Linked DNA regions of Callithrix jacchus: region 2 is linked to region 1. Evidence: chromatin contacts called from public Hi-C data. All regions are on one chromosome and are shown on one strand. The core of a region is the stretch at or near the end of the contact, and the rest is flanking DNA. Distances in the headings are between cores, read along the strand shown.

The links. A called contact is a pair of places that touch in the nucleus more often than the background predicts.
Region 2: a contact with region 1 is called in a Hi-C map of induced pluripotent stem cells, with 4 times the contacts expected there. The contact joins two enhancer-like sites. A contact is called at or near these places in 3 of 3 Hi-C or Micro-C datasets (induced pluripotent stem cells and skeletal muscle).

Annotation. Positions count from the first base shown.
Region 1 is chr19:32,310,255-32,314,926 of calJac240_pri, reverse strand. It overlaps NFASC (neurofascin), which reads right to left. Exons shown (of 26, transcript XM_078357001.1): 23 at 2,350-2,364. Among named protein-coding and RNA genes, the nearest start is that of CNTN2, 51 kb to the left of the region's middle. Within about 2 kb of position 1,681, at least 4 of the 16 cell types and tissues checked have an H3K27ac peak or open chromatin away from gene starts, as enhancers often do.
Region 2 is chr19:32,380,116-32,384,675 of calJac240_pri, reverse strand. It overlaps CNTN2 (contactin 2), which reads right to left. Exons shown (of 23, transcript XM_078357003.1): 5 at 4,260-4,355; 6 at 3,643-3,852; 7 at 3,236-3,335; 8 at 1,877-2,052; 9 at 1,294-1,430; 10 at 743-872. Among named protein-coding and RNA genes, the nearest start is that of CNTN2, 18 kb to the right of the region's middle. Within about 2 kb of position 1,640, at least 4 of the 16 cell types and tissues checked have an H3K27ac peak or open chromatin away from gene starts, as enhancers often do.

The DNA of each region.
Region 1 (4,672 bases), core at 432-2,931:
GACCATCGGCCTGGTAACCTAGGAGAGGGGGCAGAGACCCTCTGTTAGCTAAAGGGGGATCCTCAGGGGGCTAGAGCTGGAAGCACAAGGCTCCTCCTAGATGGCAGTGTCAACCTCACAGGTTTGTGACCTAACGCACACTGGAAGGTACCCTTGCTGTGGCCAAGGGTTTTCCAGGAGGGTTTTAGGGAGCACCATACAGGAGAACGAGAACACTGAGGAGAGATGACATGTGACATTCATCTTTCTGTCACCAGAACCTGCTGCAGAGCAGGGCACCTATCAAGAGCCCTGAGTCAAAGACGAGGACAACACTGCCTAGACATTCCAAGGTGGAAGGTTTCATCCAAAAATGTCCACATGGCGTGTTGACTACCCCGGCCAAATCACAGATTATCAGACAGATGGGCAGCAATCCTAAGAGACTGCAGATACAGGTGGATGACAGGGATTATCTTCACTGGGTGAGAGATGAACAGAGCAGTTTGGGGACACAGCGCCCAGGTTTGGAGAGGACCAGAGGGAAGACAGCAGTGGGCTGGATGCCAGGCCCACGTCACAAACATGGAATGTGAGTTTCGTTGCTTGGCACCTGCTCATTGTGCAGAAGGTTCTTACGCATTTAAAGCTGAGAACAGCTGATGTTATCAGCACATCTCATTTCCAAAAAAGTGCAGTCTGCCTCCACTGCCATGTCACGTGGAAGCCAGAGCCCAGGAAACATTTGATTGAGAACGTGAGCTCATGCTGCGTAACAAGAGTTTAGATCTTTTCTAAATGGGAAGTAGGAAGTGGATGATTGCAAATATACCTCTTACTCAGTCAGCAGAGGGGCAGCACAGATGCCCATTGAAGTAGGCAGACTGCCTGCCACCATGCCACCTGCCTAAGCGTGCCAGAACAAGGGCGGTGAATGCGGAGCTGCCTCACCAATGAGCTTGCAGCTGATTAGCCTGGTGCCCTCCCTGCATTTTCTCTTTGTCAGGGGAGAGACTTATGTAAACTTCAAGCAGGAAGTCAGGAAGGCCCCCAGTGTGGTAAGGATGGCTCTCACCCTGGCCCCCAGGCCTGGGATCACCTCTCTGCCTCATACCTTCACAGGGGTGTTCAGACCTTGTGGGGAGGCATTGGGTGGGGTGGGAGTGAGGACTGGGAGAGAGAGGGAAGGTTGATGGGAGCTCACCATCTACAGATCTGGCTGCAAAACACAAACTGAAGGAAGCAGGATGTGCAACAGAAATAGAATCAACCTAGGATGGGGGTGGGCATGAATAAACAAAGGTGAGGAGGAAACAACTGAGCAAGGAGGCATCCCCTTCATTAGCCAACCCTCAGATTCCTGGCCTGGTCCGCAGTCCTCCCTCCGCAGCCTGTCATGGAAGGAGGCTCTGGTGAGTGCTTGCTCATAGCCTCTGCTCTGCCAGAGTGAATCCTGTTCTCATTCCCCATCTGATGTAATTCAGGCTCAGTGGAGGGCCTGGAAAGGAACTCTGGGGTCCCCTGCCTTGTCTCCCCAGCCTGGGGACAGCCCTCTTGTGATGAGCCCTTTGATGGCCCTCAAACCCACGACACGAGGACTAGAGAGGAGGAACTTGGTTAGCAAGTCATTACCTAAGCCCAGAGCTGCCCAGCTCCTCACTCCTCTGTAGATCTACCTCCCACACCCCGAGAGCAGAGACTGTTCTTAATGTTAAAGACTTGAAGAAGCTGGGTTTCTGAAGGGTGAGGAGATAATCTGCCCACGGCGCCTGCTGAGACTCCAGGAACTGGAGCACCTGGCCCTATCCAGGACCATGCTTGTTTGCTCTTGCTGAGCAGAGCCCGTGGTGGCTGGCAGAGCCGGTGCTGGGCCCCCATGCAACATGCAAAGACGGCATGCACAGCGCGCTCACCCTTTCAGGGGATGGCAGCCACACTAAGAGTCAGCTGTCCCTGCTCCTGCTGCAGCAGGCCTTCTAGGGCCACAGCTGGGGACACTGAGACACGTGACACTGAGATGTCAAGCCCAGGCGAGGGCTCAGGTGGTTCATGGGAAGTAATCTACTCAGTGTCAGAATCAAACTGCAGCACCAGAGAGCAGGTCAGGGCCAGTGTGTGTGGGGTCCCTGCTGAGCCGTCCTCCTCAGCAGGGGGCAAATCATTCTGGAAGCAGGGACAGCAGGCTTGCTCTCCTCTGGTCCTGTCCTCCACACACATCCCCTTTGTCAGTCTGGCTTTCCAACCACTGAAAGGGTGAGTCTGGAGCATGCATTCAGCCCAAGCCTCTCCCTCATTGTCCACCCTGGCTGGGCTGGGCTCTGCCTGCGTTGCCCCATGCCATGCCCATTACCTCCGCTGCTGGTACGGTACCTGCGGTTGGAGTAGCTTCAGAACACAGCACCCAAGATGGCCAGACAGAGGGAGAAAGGATGGAAAAGGGAAGAGAAAACAGAGCAAAAGTGAAACCACAGGACAAGCAGGCCGAGAAGGTTCCAGCCCAAACCTTATGCAGACGGTGTGGCCAGGTGCTGGCTGCTGGCCTGTGGATGCCAACTGGCATTCAGGGTTCATGGTCATCTCCACCTGAGGCAGGCATGTTCCTACCTGGGCCTCGGAGACCTTTCTAACACACTGCTTCTACCTCGATTCAAGGACTGGACAGCTAAGAGGTGGCAGCAGGGACAGTCCACTCAGAGTACTGTGTTCCCAGTTCTGTCCTCAATAGAATGTCCTGCTCTGGTTAGGTTGGCATGATCTTTGAGCAGGCTTGGTGACGCCCCATGATGCCAGGAATCAAAGGAAAAAGGAGTAGGTGGTGTGGGAGGATACCAACACCAACTCCAGTCAAAAGGATGGTCCTATCTTTGGGGGAAGATGTTGAATAGTGGGATGGACAGGAGAGAGGATGTGTGTTCAGCCGCCCCCGCCCCCACATCATCGCAACCTTGGAAGGCAGGAGCTTTGAAGGATGGAGCCCCTGTCCTGGTATTCCATCACTCCAATTCTTCACCTCAAGTTGGACTTTATGAAATTAGAAACCCAAGTTTGGACTGAGAGCCCTTTCTTTTTTCTTTATTTTGTTTTCTTTTTTTTGGACTGAGAGCCCTAAGTGAAATTCTTGAATTTTCTTCAAGGGCCTAAGTCAAGAAAAAAGCCTCTCTTTGTCCTCTTGTCCCCTGGGGCTCCACAACATTCCCTGCGGTGGTTACTGGGGCTGGACAGTGGAGCTTTGTTTATCTGATGTTCTGTATTGGGGTGCAGATAGGGAGGGAAGAAGGGGCTCTCTTTATCTAGCTACAGAATTGAGTAGTCAAGAAAGGGCATGGCCTAGCCTGGCCTTTGGTAACAGACACACAACAGCCACTAACCTAAGTCTCTCCTCACCACCGCCCTAAAAAAACTTCCTGGGTACCCAGGGGCTTGGGAGAGTACAGAAGACGGAGACAGCAGGAGGAAGAGCTGGTTGTGTGACTCACTCCTGGTTTAAGAAACCAGAGAGGGATGCAGAGAGGGCTGTCAGCCTTTCTCCACTTCTGAGTGGCCCCTGTTCTCCCGCCTCGGCACTGGGCTGCTGGCTAGAGTGGTGGGCCAGGGAAGGCTGTGGGCAGCTTGTGAAGCTGCCTGGGAGCCTGGGGTGATGCAGTAGGGCCTGGAAGCCCCAGAGAAGGCAGCACTGATGCTCTCCTGGAATGCGGGTGGGGGTGGTGCTTAGGAGACCCTGTGTGGGCCCGGGCCAGGCCGAGAGCCCTGAGCCTTCTGTGGAAAGCATCAGACACAATGACTTATCAGATTCCAGGGTGCCATTCACATCACCTCTTCTCCGGAGTCTTCCTGTGAAGATCGAAGCCCCTCCTCTGCCCGGCCACTGTGCCCCCTTGTTTAGACATGCAATGAGATATTCTTGTATATAGATGGCTCCCCCTCTAGATGGCGAGAGCTTCTTATTACCTTTGTATATCCCTTGTGTGTGGCAGTGTTTGGCACCTCACATTGTGGGTGCTCAAGAAATGGCTGTTGAATAGACCATTGTATCTCTGGAGTCCTCAGCCTTTCCCGGGGGTGTGCCAGTATTGAGTACAGCCTTGCCTCCTTGGGAGGTCCCAGAGTGAACATTCCCACTGATGCCAGCTCGTGTGCAGGTGAGCCTGGAGCCCCCTCTAGTGGAATACTCAGGAAGGTGCAGCTCTGGTTGGGGATGAAATGCTACCAGATGATGCCTGGATCCAGGAGATGAACTCATTTGCTCTTTGTGAAGCTGGCTTGGCAAAGGGCTGTTTCCCAACTCCTCCTCCTCCTCTCTGTAGCCTGACAACTGAAGCAATTCAGGCTGCAAGAAGGGACCACATTCTCTGCTCTACTCACGATGCCAGTAAGCAGCGTCATCATGACAGTTTCCCCTGCCTCCTTGAACTCAGGTGCCTTTGAAAAAAGAAGACTGACCCCAGAGCCCTCATGGGGCACTCACAATCATATTCCTGCCTCCCTCAAGAGGTGAACACTCGCTGTTCTTGGAGTTCATTATGCTTTTTCTCATCTATCAGCTCTGCTCTCTTCCTTATTCCTCTACGAGAAGGAAAGATGATAGATGCCAAGTGGCTGAGCAAGTCAGGGCGAGTGGGGACGCAGGTCTGACCACAGTGGTCCAGGGAGAGCTGAGCTCCAGATTCAATGCCAGCACCTACCTCTCACACAT
Region 2 (4,560 bases), core at 391-2,890, 70 kb before region 1:
CCTGTTGTATGATGGGCAGGCCCTTTATGCTGTACCTGTCTCATTTCATTTGGTCCATGCAGCAGCCCAGGAGGGCAGGGCTATTATTGCCCATATTTTATAATCAAGAAACTGGAACACAGAAACACAGTAACTTGCTAAAGCTCACATGGCTGAAGGGGTTGCGTTAAACAGACCTGATTTGGTTGGCATTTTTTTCACTGTAGCGAACATTTACTGTGTGCCAGACATGGAACAAGACAGAGACCCTGCCCTCTGGCAGCTGTTAGCCCTGTGTCTCCTCTTCTTTTTTTTTTTTTTTTTTTTTTTTGAGATGGAGTCTTACTCAGTCACCAGACTGGAGTGCAGTGGTGCGATCTCAGCTCAGTGCCACCTCTGCCTCCCAGGTTCAAGCGATTCTCTCACCTCAACCTCCCGAGTAGTTGGGACTACAGGCGTGCGCCACCACACCCAGCTAATTTTTTCTGTATTTTTAGTAGAGATGGGGTTTCACCATATTGGCCAGAATGGTCTCGATCTCTTGACCTCAAGATCCGCCCATGTCCACCTCCCAAAATACAGGTGTGAGCCACTGCTCCTGGCTCATCTCCTTTCTTAAATCTCTGAGTTCTCCTACTTAGAAGCTGTTGGACAACCAAGGAAAATTGTTACAGGGTATGTGTGTGTGTGTTTGGAGACACCTAAACTCAGAGCTCCGAAAGCCACCCTATGCATGTCCTTGGGACCTCTCCGGGCCCCTTACCTTGCACAGCCAGCTCCGCGCTGGCATAGATGGTACCATGCTTATTCTCTGCCACACACTGGTACATGCCTGAGTCCTCCAGGCTCAGCTTGGAGAACCGCAGGTCCCCGGCCAGCACCTCCACCCGGTTCTGTGCAGAAGAGCCCAGAGCCCAGGGGATCAGGAACACTGGAGCCCAAGGGAGGAGGGGTTGGTAGGGATGGGGGCAGAGGACACTCTAGGCTGATAATCCCTAGAGGATGTGGCTTGTATGTCCAGTCCTACCCCAGGACCACCTGGAACCTCAGGATGCAGATTACCCAGGCCTCCCCAAAGCTGGACGGGTGAGGTGTCCGACTCAGGACCTCATCACTTATTTTGTGGCTGAATTGTGCCTGAATCCAGGCCCAGCCTGTGGTCATGGGAGTGGGATGGGAAGAAGCACCTAGGATCACCATATGACACCCTAATTAGCCCAGAGAGGCTACCAGTGGTGCAGGGGGAGTTCTGGGGGGTGAGGGAAGCAGTTGAGCAGAATTGTGATGTGTGGGAGGAAGCCCCATGTCTCCTACCTGGGAGGCCAGAGGCTCCCCGTTCCGCAGCCAGCGCACTGCAGGCCGGGGCTTGCCTGCAGCTGCGCAGCCCCAACGCAGATTGGAGCCAATGTCAGCCTCTGTGTCCGAGATCACTTTGAGCCACTCAGGCTGAGCTGTGGGAGCCGGGGAAAGAAAACCTGGCATGAGCTAGGAGGAGCTTCCAGCTCATTAAAGGAAACAGAAAACCAGAGCAGCAGTACCTGTGCAAGACAGCAGAGGGCGCCATCAGCACTCCGGGAGAGAGAGGACAAAGAGGACAGGGCAGGAAGAAGGAAGCCCAAGAAAGCTGGCACTCTGTGGTTGTGCCAGTGGCTGCTTTACAAACTTAAATCATCCTGGAGCCTCCTGTGTGCTTTCTGCACCCCTGACACTGCAGCTCTGAGCTGACCACAGCACCAGCCTCTTCTAGTCCCAGGCTCAATGCAGTCCTAGGGCAAGCGGGCTCATGCAGGAGGCCTCCCAGTCTCCTTCCTGACTTTTGGGTCTGTTTCCTTGGGGACCAGGGTGAGAGCGGGAAGGGGGTTCGGGAGGGGTGGAGAAGGTGTCCCCAGCTCTGTACCCTGCACGATGATGCGGCCCTGCACAGTGTCTCGGCCCTTGGAGTTCTCCGCCTCACACTCGTAGGTGCCCTCATCCTCAAAGCTGACGCTGGGGATCTGCAGGGTGGGCTCAGCCGTGGCCCACTGCGGGGACAGGGAGCCGTCCACTTTGCGCCACTTGATCCGGGGGACAGGGCTGGGAGGAGAGACAAATCCAGAGGATGTGGGCTGAGCTGGGTCTACCCCTCCAGTGCCTGCAGCTCCTCATACCCAGACTCTCAGACCCTCCTGAGATGCTGGGGCTGGGAGGAACCAAGGGAGGGAGGGTGCCTTCCGGCTGATCCTCATGCTCTTCTCCCAAGTAGGCTTGGCGCACATGCAGGGAAGGGGCCCTGGAGCCAGTGAAGCTGGCCTTCCAACAGTCTGCACTCTGAAGCTGCCTGCCCTCCCCTGCACTGGTCTCCATGCCTCTGGTTTGCCCTCCGCCATGGTGGCCTGTGACCTGGGTCTTTATGGTTTCCCTTTTCCATTGCCTCGACAGGGCAGGCCTTGCCCCTACTTTTCAAAGGGACTTTAGTTATTAGTAATCTGTGCAATAAAATGGACTGAGGTGTCAGTTTTAATGGTTTAATATATTCCCCTCCCATGCGGATTTTCTGGCAGCCCAAAACTTCCCACAAGGCAAAGGTTATCCCAGGTAACCACGCGAGACAGTTGAGGGAGGAGGGGGCCAAAGTACAAATCACATTCTTTCATTCTACAAACATTTATTGAGCACCTACTGTTTGCTTAGCCCTGTTCCAGCGAATCCTTTTTCTGGGAGTGCAAGAAAGAGAACGCTTTGTGTTGTGATTCTCAAATAGATCACTCTTAACGTTCATGGAAACTTAACTAAATTCCGGCACTGTTTTAAGCACCTCACATACATGAACTCATTTAATCCTCATAACAACCTATGAGGTAGGTACTATTATCGCCGCCATAAAGAGACTGAGGCACAGAGAGGTTAGGCAGTTTACCCAACATCTCCCAGCCGGCGCGTGGCAGAACTGGGATTTGAACGAGGCAGACTGGGTTGGAGGCAGTACACTGTGCTGCCTGCCTCCAGCCCTAGGTGTTACTCAAGCTGTTTGAGCCTGCCATGCACTGCTGAAGGACCAAGTAAACCAGGACATGGAAGGCCCCTGGCACATGCCATGTCTCACCCAGAGAGTTAGTGTCCAGTGAGTGCTGGTCAATACCCACTGTGCACCCAGTACTTTGCTAGACCCTATGAGGGACACCAAAATGAGTGAGCCCTGACTCTGCCTGCCCTCACCCTAGGGTCACTTGTGCCCCCAAGAGGCTGTGCCCTGGCCCCCCTCCCTCTTCCCACTCACTTCCCAAAGGCGAAGCACTCCAAGGTGACCTGCTGCCCCACCAGCGCGTAGGTCTCTGCTGGGAACCTGGCCTTGATGCTGGGTGCAAAGAGCCGGGTGTCTGGGGAGAGAGGGGTTTTATAGGTTAGATGAGGCTGACTCCAGCTCAGGTGCTCCTGTCCTTGAGATTTCAGTACCTTTCAGAGCCAACTCTGTCTGGACAGCTATGTGGAGTCTCAGAAGACTTCCTTTCCCCTTGGGGCCTGGGGCAGGGGCCTGAGGATTTGAAGCAGGAGGATCTGGGAGTCCAGGCCCTGGAATCAGTGCTCTGTGCACTGATCTTCCAATTTCCAAGGAAAAAACCCTTTTCTCAATGCCCGCTGACCCTTCCCGCTCCCTCCCTCCAGCCACGCCTGGCCAGGCCTGACCTTCAGCAGCCAGGTTGAGCTGAGCAAACTTGCTGAAGACGCTTTTGGTGGAGAAATCCATGTGGCTGGTGGCCAAACAGGAGTAGTTGCCCAGGTCTGAGGCATTGGTTCGGGCAATGTACAGGTTCCCTGTGGTCTGGGACACGAAGTGGCGCCCGTCCGTCGGGATGAAGTTGGGGAACTCATTGAGGAGCCAGCGGTAGGACAAGCCTAAGATGTGAGGAGTTGGAGGAAACCAGGGGGTGCTGGGCTAACAGGGCCACGCTGGGTGGGGCCCCAGCATGCTGGTGGGTTCTGCAAGTCCCCCCACCATGCTCTGAACAGGTGCTAAGGGGAGACCTAGACAGAAGTGACCTTATTCCTGCCCTCAGGGAGCATTAAGTCTGCCAGGGATGGTAGCCCTCAGGGACCACCTAGTTTGGAGGCAGAAGCAGGGCACAGAGATAGAAAATGACAGACCCATAAAGGAAACACAGAGCATTGAAAATTGGGGCCCCAGGAATGAGTGCTTCTAAGGGTCATCTCCAGGGGTCACCGTTTATTCCATGCTTCCTCTGCCAAGCATCTGGAAGCCTTTCCTGTGCCCTCTCTAGCCCTGGCCCAAGGGCTGGACTCACCTGGGTAGTGGGCAGGTGGGTTACAGGGTAACATCACGCCCCAGCCTTCATGAGTTTTCACTGGGTCTCGCTCCTCCTTGGAGAATTCCTGCAGAACTGGAGGCAGAGACCAGAGGCTTAGGCACTGTCTCCCTGGCCTGGGAGCCCCCTTCCTGACTCATTCTTCACAGAGAAGCAGCAGTTCACTATGACATGTTACGTGAGGTCAGGAAGGCCTGGCTTGAGGGTGTCACTTGCTCTTTCTGGGTTCTTTCTCCTAGCCCTCTCTCCCCCTCTCCCAAAGTATCTTGGTCCCCCACGG